Linked DNA regions of Mus musculus: region 1 is linked to region 2. The links are chromatin contacts, called in public promoter capture Hi-C maps. All regions are on one chromosome and are shown on one strand. The core of a region is the stretch at or near the end of the contact, and the rest is flanking DNA. Distances in the headings are between cores, read along the strand shown.

Region 1 (6,080 bases), core at 1,776-4,275, 1.3 Mb after region 2:
ACTTTGGTTGGAATCACCAGTATTATCAGCTAGTTTCTGTCAATGCCTGGACTCCTAACACAAGTAGCAAAGAGGTTGCTGTGGCAAACATCAAACTAATGTTCATGACTAGCCTTTAGGTGGAGTGAGGTGCTTGGGATTTAAGGAGAACTACCAAATCCACAATGCCACATGCTCTCTGTAGATTTTGCTCTTTCTTCCCACCTGAAAACAAGGAATCAGTGATGCAGGAAAAGCTGACGGGTGGTGAAATATTTCCTGGTGGGAAGTTTGCCAATGCTACATTTTTCCATATGTGCAATATCCACTGTATGAGGACAGAATGAATTGAGAAAGCATCTTACATGTTTCTATGGAACTCTTTTAAATTCTGATGTCTCATTTTAGAAGAAGGGAAGGGGCATGGTGTGCAATGTAAGCTCAAGGAAGCTCAAGAGTTGAGGGATAGCATGCAGCTCTCTTGCTGTACATCCCAATCCTGTGCAGAAAAGCAAATGCAGAATGCATCTATTTTTGTTCTTTTATGAAAGCTCCTGAAAATCTGAGGTGGTTATTGTACCTTCAGGTTAAAACAAGTGTGGTTCATTTATTCAATAAATATTTAATTGAATCATAAGCTGTTTCATCTAAAGCTGTACCTAGAAATGTCATATTTTGGTCTCACTATAAGCACATTATAAGTTTGTCCTTGTATCAAAAATACATTTTTAAATTTAGTATCTTTTGTTCTTTTTATTATTTTGAAATTTTATATATATATCTATAGTGCATTTAGATCAAATTCACCATCCTTCTTATCTGGTCCCTCCCATAGAGTTTCTTAATTAAAACAAAATTGTCTCAGCTGTGATAGTTACATAATTTCTGTTTTCATTGATTTTATTGACTCTTTTAAATCATCTTTGGTAATGCAAGTTTCAAACTAAAAAGGAAAAAATAGTTCTTTGGGCTGTCTTCTACCACTACAAGTTAAAATTTTATATTTCCTCACCAGATAAAAGGGGAAAAGGCAAGTAAAATAACAATAAATTCCAGGTTGTATGATTCAGTTGAGGCAATAGATCATAGCTAGAGGAAGTAGAAAGAACAATTAAGAACTTGACACCTAGTTGATTAGCAGCTCTAATTTTCCACTTGCCCTGAGTGGATAAATTAGTTCTTTCACATGATTGTGTGTGTGTGTGTGTGTGTGTGTGTGTGCATATGATGTGTGTCTGTGTGTCAGTGTATCTGTGTACAGTTATATAGTTGTATAGTTGCATATTTACATATACATCTAGAACAATAATACTACAGCACACCTCACAAAGACAGCTAAAAATTTAAAACAAAAATTCCTATGACAGAACTTTGTAATTCCTGTAAATTTATAATTTTTAAAAAACTACTTACTACTATTACTACTACTACTACTTTAATTTCACTATGATCATTCAAATACTACAAAACAAGGAAGCAGCGATATTCAAAGTTCTTAATGATAAACCTTGGAGAATTCTTTTGAAACAGAGTACCTGTAAGTCCAGATAGTTTTGTGATTGCTCTCCAAATATTTTTGCCTAGTTATCATGTATTTATTGTGTCAAGAAATCTACTGCATTCAGTAAATACTAGTGAAAGACAGAGCCATAGTGTGGACCCACTCATATGTTGGAACGTCAAAAATATAATTCTATCAAATGAATTAATCTACTCAGTTTTTAGGAAACTTAAGTGCTGATGAAGTTAGAATACAATGGTCATCTTTGAACCCTGGGAATGATTCATTTATATAATAAATTTGCACTGAATAGTTTTTATTTTTGATGATTTATTTGTTATGTACAGGTAATAATAAAATATTATGTTCTTATGTCATCTATTGTCCAATTGTGAATATAGATAAATAACACACACATAAAACATTCTCATAATTCAAATGTTGACAAGAAGTACATAAAAAAAATAGGTCAGAAGTAAAGATGGGGTGTTTCAGTACAATTTTGAGTTCAAGAAAGCCTGCCAAAATGAGTGATGTTTCAGAAAAAAATAAAACAAAAGGTGAAATAAAGGAAAGTAGAAATAAAGGAAAGGAAAAGTAACTAGGGTGCCCTGGAAATCTTTGATCTTCTCAGAGATTTCGTAATTGCCTCTTTTACCTCTTTATTTCTCAGGCTATAGATGAGTGGATTCAGTAATGGGGTCACCACTGTATAGAACACAGACACAACTCTGTCCCTCTCCGAGAACTGATCTGTATTATCTCTCAAGTACATGAAGATAAGAGTACCAAAGAAGAGAGCTACAGCAGTGAGGTGGGAGGTGCAGGTAGAGAAAGTTTTGGCTCGGCCTCCAGCTGAGCGGATTTGCATAATGGCCACAATGATAAACAGATAGGACACAGAGATCACCACAATGCAAGCAGGCATGACAAAAATGGCAAAAACAATTATCACCACCTCTTGAATGTAGCTGTCCCCACATACGAGTTTTAACAATGGGGGGAGGTCACAGAATATGAAATTGATCTCATTGTTTCCACAGAATGAAAGAGTGAAGGCTGTGACAGTCCGAATAAAGCCACTGGAAAAACCAGCCACATATGCCCCAGTTACCAGACCTACACGGGCCTTCTCAGTCATGATGGTGACATAAAGCAATGGTTGGCACACAGCCACATAGCGGTCGTAGGCCATGATTGCCAAGAGGTAGCAGTCAATAGAAGCAAAGAAGGTAAAGAGGAAGAATTGAACTGCACAGCGAACTTGAGAAATGGTTGAGCCATGTTCCCACAGCACAGCCAGCATCTGAGGGATGATGACAGAGGAGTAGCAGATGTCCACAAAGGAAAGGTGGCTGAGGAAGAAGTACATTGGTGTTTGAAGTCGGCGGTTCTTCTGGATTAGAATGATCATTCCTGTATTCCCCAGCAGGGTAGCGAGGTAGAAACTCAAAAATAAAAGGAAGAGAGGGAGCCCCCACTCAGGATGTTCAGTGAATGCAGTCAGAAAGAACTCAGTCACGAAGGTGTAATTCCTCCCAGCCATCCATCTAGAAGTTTACCTGTGAGGGCTAAGACAAGATGAAAAGAAGAGGACCTCACAATAAAATAAGTCATTTCAAATAATAGAGTGTAAATTAAGTCTCTGATATGTAGTCTTTTACTACAGCAAAGTTTGCAGACTAAGGAAAAATTAAAGAAATGCAGATCTCACTGTAAGATAAAATGTGATGGATAGTTCTATTATAGGAGGCATGGTGAGTAAGTGGCCCATGGACATATCTAGTACAATTGCTCTCCAACTAGCTACATGATGTTATATGGAACACTTAATCTGAACCTTAATTTTTCCCGTCAGAAGAGACAAATCTACCCATATGCTTATGAAATGATCCACTGATTAATTGTTCCTGTCTGAAAGATCTGCAGGGTCAAAAATGGAGAAGAGCCAGAGGGAAAGAAGGTCCATTGACAGGCCCAAATTGGGATCCAGTTCAAGGGGAGATCCTGGGCCTGATACTATCACAAACAAGAGCTTAGCATGGCTACCTTCCAACAAGCAGCTGAAAGAGTCAGATGCAGATATTTACACCCAACCATTAGACAGAAACTGGTGACCCCTGTGGTTAAATTAGGGGAAATCTGGAATAAGCAGAAGAGGAGGGTGACCCTATATGTAGACCAGCAGCCTCATCTAACCTGGACCCCCAAGATTGATCAGACACTGAGTCACCAACCAGGCAGCATACACTAGCTGATATGAGACCCCCAATACACATACAGGAGAGGACTGCTTGGTCTTGACTCAGTGAGAAGAGATGCATCTAATCCTCAAGAGACTTGAAGACCCAGGGAGTGGGGAGGTCTGTCGGGTAGAGAGGGTGGGGACATCCTCTTGGAGACCCAGGGCAGGGTGGGAGTTATGGAATATGGAACAGTCAGAGGGTAGACTGGGTGGGGAGTAAAAACTGGACTGTATAAAAATGATTAAAGAAAAATAAATAAATAAATAAATAAATAAATAAATACCAGATGTAGGACAATGGAAAGCTAAAATCCCCACATAGGCTTAGAGTCTTGTTTAAATTTTTAAATGAGCTTCTTTTGTTAGCTTTCTTTCAGTTCATTTTAACTTTCAATAACTGGTATGACTCTATGCAACATACTTTCATAATAATATTCCATTACTAATTGAATTCATCTTTCAAGTGAAAGTAAAATGTGAAGTAATCAGAAATGTGATCCATATATATTATCTCACAAGGAAAAAGAGAGGCTTTAGGATCCCTAGACACTACCATCCCAAGAGTTTTAAGTGTCTATAAACCTACATTTCTGTAGCATACACCACCAACAAACCCTAGAGAAGGTCTGCTCTCAACAGGATATTGAGAATTTCAGATTCATTTATTTTCACACAAGTGAATTACAAAAGACATGTTAATACATACCTACCAAATACTCACAAATGTATACTTATGTATAATTTTGTATCTAATTACCCAGAACTTTTGTGTGACCAACATTTTTCTATAAATAACATAATGAAATCTTATCAAATTGATAATTTTGTATGGTCTATCTGATCACCAGTAGTATAGGAATATACACCACATTATTTCCTCGTAAGGGTATGTAGTATCTTTAATTCATTGAAAAGTATTTTCTTCTTACAGTATACTCTTTAATAAAATTACATTTAGTAACTAGAGAATTTCTTTCACCATGCTTATCCAAATGAGCATTTTATAGTCTACAAACAAAACAGTATAATCCAAAAGAAAAAATTTATTATTAATCATCAAGAGTCTGTGCATGTAGAAACATTTCTGCTTTCAATTCATCAATATGAATTTGTAACAAACAGTTGTTGGAATAATTCAAGCTGGCTGGAAATAAAGACTGTATGGAAAAATGCATGCATACACACACTGGCATTAACCTTGCAACCAAGATAGCAAACACAAGCTTCTAACAAAATCCCATGAGGATTGGTTATTCTCAAAGCCCCTACTAAAGGTAATTTAATATTGAATCTACATATTTGAAAGGGAAAAACAAAAAAAATTACAATGCAGTATGAATGAAAATTGATAGGGAAGTCTGAATGAATAAATTTGGGAGTTCTTGAAAAAGTTCTAAAACAATGCTGTAAAGAATGACTTGGGTGATTAGAACCACAAATGCTACTAAAGCCAGGCCAGTGTTAAGCTGAGCTGATCCCCAACCATTGGAAATAAAGAAAAAAATAGTTGTACAAATAGTGAACTGTTTTTACCTGATTCTGCTAGTACCTTTCTTCTTGATGTGAATTTCTACCTGTGGCCTACCATTTTAGGTAATTCTGGCATCCAGTTCAGAAGGTAGGACCTTGAGCAAGTCATAGTTTCTTTCTACCTTTAATTCTTATGCCTTTCTTTCACTTTTCTAAAGGTGCAGCATTTTCTAATAGTCATTGTATCATGGATGATATGAGGTACAGTCTGTCCTTTTATGTCTTAATCTCACTGCAAGGAACATGTCTCTTTCCTTTCAGCATGATCAAAAAATATATCCCTGACCCTAGTTTCCTGCAATTGCCTCAGACTTCTGCCTCAATAGCAAGAATTAGGAGACTGTCATGTGTCCCTAAGCTTCTTATTGGACCATTGTGAATATAAGATGCTAGATATGTATCTTATAGTCAGTATCAAAATGCTACAGTTTAATTAGCTCCTGGGGTGTCTCTCCAGGGAAGGTGATTTGGGGACTTCCTAACAAGGTGTCTAATCTCTTCAAACTTTTCTCTCTAATTTCAAACTCTCAAATCCCCACAAGTCACACTCTTTCTCAGCAGAGTATACTGGGGCTGGTTAATAGATTTGTCTTCTAATTACTTTGTACAAATATGAATCAATTTTGAAGAGGCTGCTATATTTCATTTTGATGTTACCCTAGCCAGCTATGACTTGTTCACAAACTGATGCTGTTTCTTCAGTATGAGATCTTGCTTGCCTTGACCAAAACATACTAGAATATATGACTTTTAAAGTTCACAATTTGGTGAATATGATCAAAGAACAGTATATACATATATAAAAATGGCAGGGCATGTGTGATG
Region 2 (5,749 bases), core at 351-2,850:
GAACCCATGCTCCACTCTCTCCCAGTATTGTCCCAGCCCTTTCATACAATAGACAGTAATTGGAGACTGGGGATCCCTTTGCCTCCCCAAGTCTCTTACCCAGGAGCTGACAGTGGGAAGGCTGGGTCCCTAGAAGAGGGCCATATAGACATTAAAGTTGAAAGGGGGTGGGGGGTGGGGGCAAGTGTATGTTAGGCCCAAAGGTGCCTGAGGCAAAGCAGGGTGAACTGAGGTGTGAGCAAGTGTGAGCAGGTGTGAGCCAAGAGGTTCAAGTAATGTCTTGCTGAAGAGTCAGCATTTCTTGGGGGGTGGGAGGCGGTTTGCAAAACCCTAGAGTTCTTGCACAAACGGCTACTAGGGGCTGATGGGGGCATAAAGGGGTTCTCCTGCAGCTAGGCTGAGGCTGGGTTGTATAATCAAGACTCTTTAAACTACTTGCAAGGACATTTACTTGGAGGTGGTCTTGGAATCCTGTGAGGACCTAGGGAAGAGAAGCACCTGCCCTCAACACCTATAGCTGATACCAGTGAGCAAAGCTGGCCACTGGGTGGATCACAGCGGACCCACGAGGCGGGAGCTCCTGGGACAGACAAGAGATGTGAATGGCTCACCCGTGTCTTGGCGGAACTGGTTCATGGACTGCAGGTCGATGATGTAGGGCGCGAGCCGGCTGTCCACCTGGCCCAACACCACGCTGCCCCCGGCGCGGGGACCAGCGCGCACCACCGCCTCGATGTGGTGACTCACGGCTGGGCTGTAGGGACGCCAGCGGCCGTGTTCGTTCAGCCATTCCCACACCACCACTGCCGAGGCCAGGAGCATGGCGAGCCCGGGGTTGCGGCGCGGTGCTGCCCACCTCCCGGGCCCGGCCTTCTGCGCTTCCTCCGGCGCCGCCGCCTCCGGGTCTCAACCGCGCCCCCCGGTCTGCGCCCCACCGCTGCGGGAAGCCTCAGCTGCGGCCCATGGGGGAGTCCGCAGCCGCGTAGGCACTGGGACACGGACCCCGGAGCTGCCCGTCTCCGACTGCGCTCCGCCGGGCTCCGCCGCCTCTGCCGCTGCTCCGAGGGGTCCAGCGGCTTCATGCAAAGGCCCGGCCCTGCGCACTCGCCGCCCCGCCTTGCAAAGCCACCCGGGGGCGCGCGGCCCGAGCGCGACGCTGCACCCGCCTCGCACCAGTTGCGCCTCGGGCTCCGCGGGCGCCCGCGTGGATCGCGCCGCACGGTCACGCCCTCCGCCCTCTCTCCGCTTCGAGTAAGCCGACCGCGGTGGCACAGCTCCCCCTCCCTGCGGCTCGGCTCAGTGGCCTCCAGGAGGAGTCGCCCCTCCCGGGCAGAGCGCCAAGGCGAGCTCGCGCCCGCGGAGGCTTCCCTGGTCCCCCAGTCTCGAGAGCACGCGCGCCATCCCGGTCCCAGCTGCCACTGCCAGGACCCAACTTTGCAGCCTGTTCAAATATGGAACTGTCTGTCTGTCTGTTTTCAGCTCAGCACCGGCCGTGTCCGCGGCGTGAGCTCAGAGGCTCGCATCTCCCTACAGCTCGTGCATGCATACGCATTCTCTCTCTCTCTCTCTCTCTCTCTCTCTCTCTCTCTCTCTCTCTCTCTGTCACACACACATACATCCACACCCACACACGCACGCAACACCCCCCACCCACACACACACACACACAGGAATTGCCCCACGCTCTCCTTGTTCTGTCCGTTATTACCTCATCCTCGTCTGCACCGTTCCCTAGCTGTCCATCAAAGATGCAAAAGCCACGCCCCATGGCCACTAGCACCAGCGATCTAGAGCTTCCATGCCCCCTGCTGGTCCAAATCCTCAAGTGCAGGTCAAAGGCCACACACTTGTGACCATCGAGAGCCAGTGCCAAGGGTTCCCTGCGTTTACATAGAGAGAAAAGAAGTTCTTGCTGTCCAATTTTTCTGTTAGAAGACACAAGGTAGACTAATTCATCCTGCAGTGTCTATGTAAATAAAACCATGAGACAGCAGAACAAACGCAAGCTAGACTCGCTCATTTTGATCATCAATGGCTAAAGAGGAAAGTAATATAAAGTGGGTTCTGACTAAGGGGATTGAAGCCTGTATTGCACATTATTGCTTGGCATGGTACATCACACGGGCAACTTCCACACTTGAGAAGCAAGAAGATGGAGAATTTCATGCCACATATCCAGACCAGGTCTCCAAACGAATTAAGTTAGACATTTTAAAGAGAATTATGTATTAACCTTGTCAGAAAACACACACTTTGTTTCTCCGTGGGTGGAACTGCACAATGAATCCGTTCTGACAAAGTGAAGCTGGAATTTGGAGCAATCTTATATTGGTAATGAGATTGTTAATCTTTTTTGGAATGGCTTTTCCATAGTTTCATGTGCTCCTTTTATATTTGAGGAGACAAACAGAAAACCGCTCCTAAGCAGATAAACTAGAAATTTCCAGATAGAGGAAACTTAAACTGGGGAAAGGTGTGGGTGGGTATTAAGAAATATTTAACTGTCTGCTTGCAGGACAAACAGGAAGTAGAAAGAACTAACGTTTACTTTCTGACCATTCTCTTTTGCACTCCGTCTTCTTGTGTCTACCACGATAACACGGCAGGGTAGTATAGTAGAAGTGAAATGAATGACAACACAGGAAAACATTTGCGCCTGGGTAACTTGTTAGAGAGAGTGAATATATAGTAATTAGTTGTGAGTCTGAACAGGTGAGAGGGTGCGCCAGAGAACCTGACAGCTTCTGGAACAGGCAGAAGCACAGAGGCGCTGAGGCAGCACCCTGTGTGGGCCGGGGACAGCTGGCCACCTTCCGGACCGGAGGACAGGTGCCCACCCGGCAGGGGAGGCGGCCTAAGCCACAGCAGCAGCGGTCGCCATCTTGGTCCTGGGACTCCAAGGAACTTAGGAATTTAGTCTGCTTAGGTGAGAGTCTGTACCACCTGGGAACTGCCAAAGCAACACAGTGTCTGAGAAAGGTCCTGTTTTGGGCCTTCTTCTTCGGCCAGGAGGAGGTCCAAATACAAGATATCTGCGCACCTTCCCTGTAAGAGAGCTTGCCAGCAGAGAGTGCTCTGAGCACTGAAACTCAGAGGAGAGAATCTGTCTCCCAGGTCTGCTGATAGACGGTAACAGAATCACCAGAAGAACAATCTCTAAACAGAGTCAACTATAACTACTAACTCCAGAGATTACCAGATGGCGAAAGGTAAACGGAGGAATCTTACTAACAGGAACCAAGACCACTCACCATCACCAGAACCCAGCACACCCACTTCGCCCAGTCCAGGGAACCCCAACACACCTGAGAACCTAGACCTAGATTTAAAAGCATATCTCATGATGATGGTAGAGGACATCAAGAAGGACTTTAATAAATCACTTAAAGAAATACAGGAGAACACTGCTAAAGAGTTACAAGTCCTTAAAGAAAAACAGGAAAACACAATCAAACAGGTAGAAGTCCTTACAGAAAAAGAGGAAAAAACATACAAACAGGTGATGGAAATGAACAAAACCATACTAGACCTAAAAAGGGAAGTAGACACAATAAAGAAAACTCAAAGCGAGGCAACACTAGAGATAGAAACCCTAGGAAAGAAATCTGGAACCATAGATTTGAGCATCAGCAACAGAATACAAGAGATGGAAGAGAGAATCTCAGGTGCAGAAGATTCCATAGAGAACATCGGCACAACAATCAAAGAAAATGGAAAATGCAAAAAGATCCTAACTCAAAATATCCAGGAAATCCAGGACACAATAAGAAGACCAAACGTACGGATAATAGGAGTGGATGAGAATGAAGATTTTCAACTCAAAGGTCCAGCAAACATCTTCAACAAAATTATTGAAGAAAACTTCCCAAATCTAAAGAATGAGATGCATATGAACATACAAGAAGCCTACAGAACTCCAAATAGACTGGACCAGAAAAGAAATTCCTCCCAACACATAATAATCAGAACATCAAATGCACTAAATAAAGATAGAATACTAAAAGCAGTAAGGGAAAAAGGTCAAGTAACATATAAAGGCAAGCCTATCAGAATTACACCAGATTTTTCACCAGAGACTATGAAAGCCAGAAGAGCCTGGACAGATGTTATACAGACACTAAGAGAACACAAACTGCAGCCCAGGCTACTATACCCAGCCAAACTCTCAATTATCATAGAGGGAGAAACCAAAGTATTCCACGACAAAACCAAATTCACGCATTATCTCTCCACGAATCCAGCCCTTCAAAGGATAATAACAGAAAAAAACCAATACAAGAACGGGAACAACGCCCTAGAAAAAACAAGAAGGTAATCCCTCAACAAACCTAAAAGAAGACAGCCACAAGAACAGAATGCCACCTTTAACAACTAAAATAACAGGAAGCAACAATTACTTTTCCTTAATATCTCTTAACATCAATGGTCTCAACTCGCCAATAAAAAGACATAGACTAACAAACTGGCTACACAAACAAGACCCAACATTTTGCTGCTTACAGGAAACTCATCTCAGAGAAAAAGATAGACACTACCTCAGAATGAAAGGCTGGAAAACAATTTTCCAAGCAAATGGTATGAAGAAACAAGCAGGAGTAGCCATCCTAATATCTGATAAGATTGACTTCCAACCCAAAGTCATCAAAAAAGACAAGGAGGGACACTTCATTCTCATCAAAGGTAAAATCCTCCAAGAGGAACTCTCAATTCTGAATATCTATGCTCCAAATACAAGAGCAGCCACATTCACTAAAGAAACTTTAGTAAAGCTCAAAGCACACATTGCGCCTCACACAATAATAGTGGGAGACTTCAACACACCACTTTCACCAATGGACAGATCATGGAAACAGAAACTAAACAGGGACACACTGAAACTAACAGAAGTGATGAAACAAATGGATCTGACAGATATCTACAGAACATTTTACCCTAAAACAAAAGGATATACCTTCTTCTCAGCACCTCATGGTACCTTCTCCAAAATTGACCACATAATAGGTCACAAATCAGGCCTCAACAGATTCAAAAATATTGAAATTGTCCCATGTATCCTATCAGATCACCATGCACTAAGGCTGATCTTCAATAACAAAATAAATAACAGAAAGCCAACATTCACATGGAAACTGAACAACACTCTTCTCAATGATACCTTGGTCAAGGAAGGAATAAAGAAAGAAATTAAAGACTTTTTAGAGTTTAATGAAAATGAAGCCACAACGTACCCAAACCTTTGGGACACAATGAAAGCATTTCTAAGAGGGAAACTCATAGCTATGAGTGCCTTCAAGAAAAAACGGGAGAGAGCACATACTAGCAGCTTGACAACACATCTAAAAGCTCTAGAAAAAAAGGAAGCAAATTCACCCAAGAGGAGTAGACTGCAGGAAATAATCAAACTCAGGGGTGAAATCAACCAAGTGGAAACAAGAAGAACTATTCAAAGAATTAACCAAACGAGGAGTTGGTTCTTTGAGAAAATCAACAAGATAGATAAACCCTTAGCTAGACTCACTAAAGGGCACAGGGACAAAATCCTAATTAACAAAATCAGAAATGAAAAGGGAGACATAACAACAGATCCTGAAGAAATCCAAAACACCATCAGATCCTTCTACAAAAGGCTATACTCAACAAAACTGGAAAACCTGGACGAAATGGACAAATTTCTGGACAGATACCAGGTACCAAAGTTGAATCAGGATCAAGTTGACCTTCTAAACAGTCCCATATCCCCTAAAGAAAT

Evidence for each region. Promoter capture Hi-C pulls out the DNA fragments that hold promoters and counts their contacts.
Region 1: a contact with region 2 is called in a promoter capture Hi-C map of embryonic stem cells, with 7 times the contacts expected there. A contact is called at or near these places in 4 of 39 promoter capture datasets (the HPC-7 cell line, embryonic stem cells and stem cell-derived epiblast-like cells) and 2 of 130 datasets of targeted methods (both in embryonic stem cells).

What each region holds. Positions count from the first base shown.
Region 1 is chr19:13,792,584-13,798,663 of GRCm38.p6, forward strand. It overlaps Olfr1497 (olfactory receptor 1497), which reads right to left and starts at 3,026. Exons shown (of 1, transcript NM_146741.1): 1 at 2,082-3,026. The coding sequence starts at 3,026. The coding sequence ends at 2,082.
Region 2 is chr19:12,500,396-12,506,144 of GRCm38.p6, forward strand. Dtx4 (deltex 4, E3 ubiquitin ligase) reads right to left here and starts at 1,601. Exons shown (of 9, transcript NM_172442.3): 1 at 612-1,601. The coding sequence starts at 822.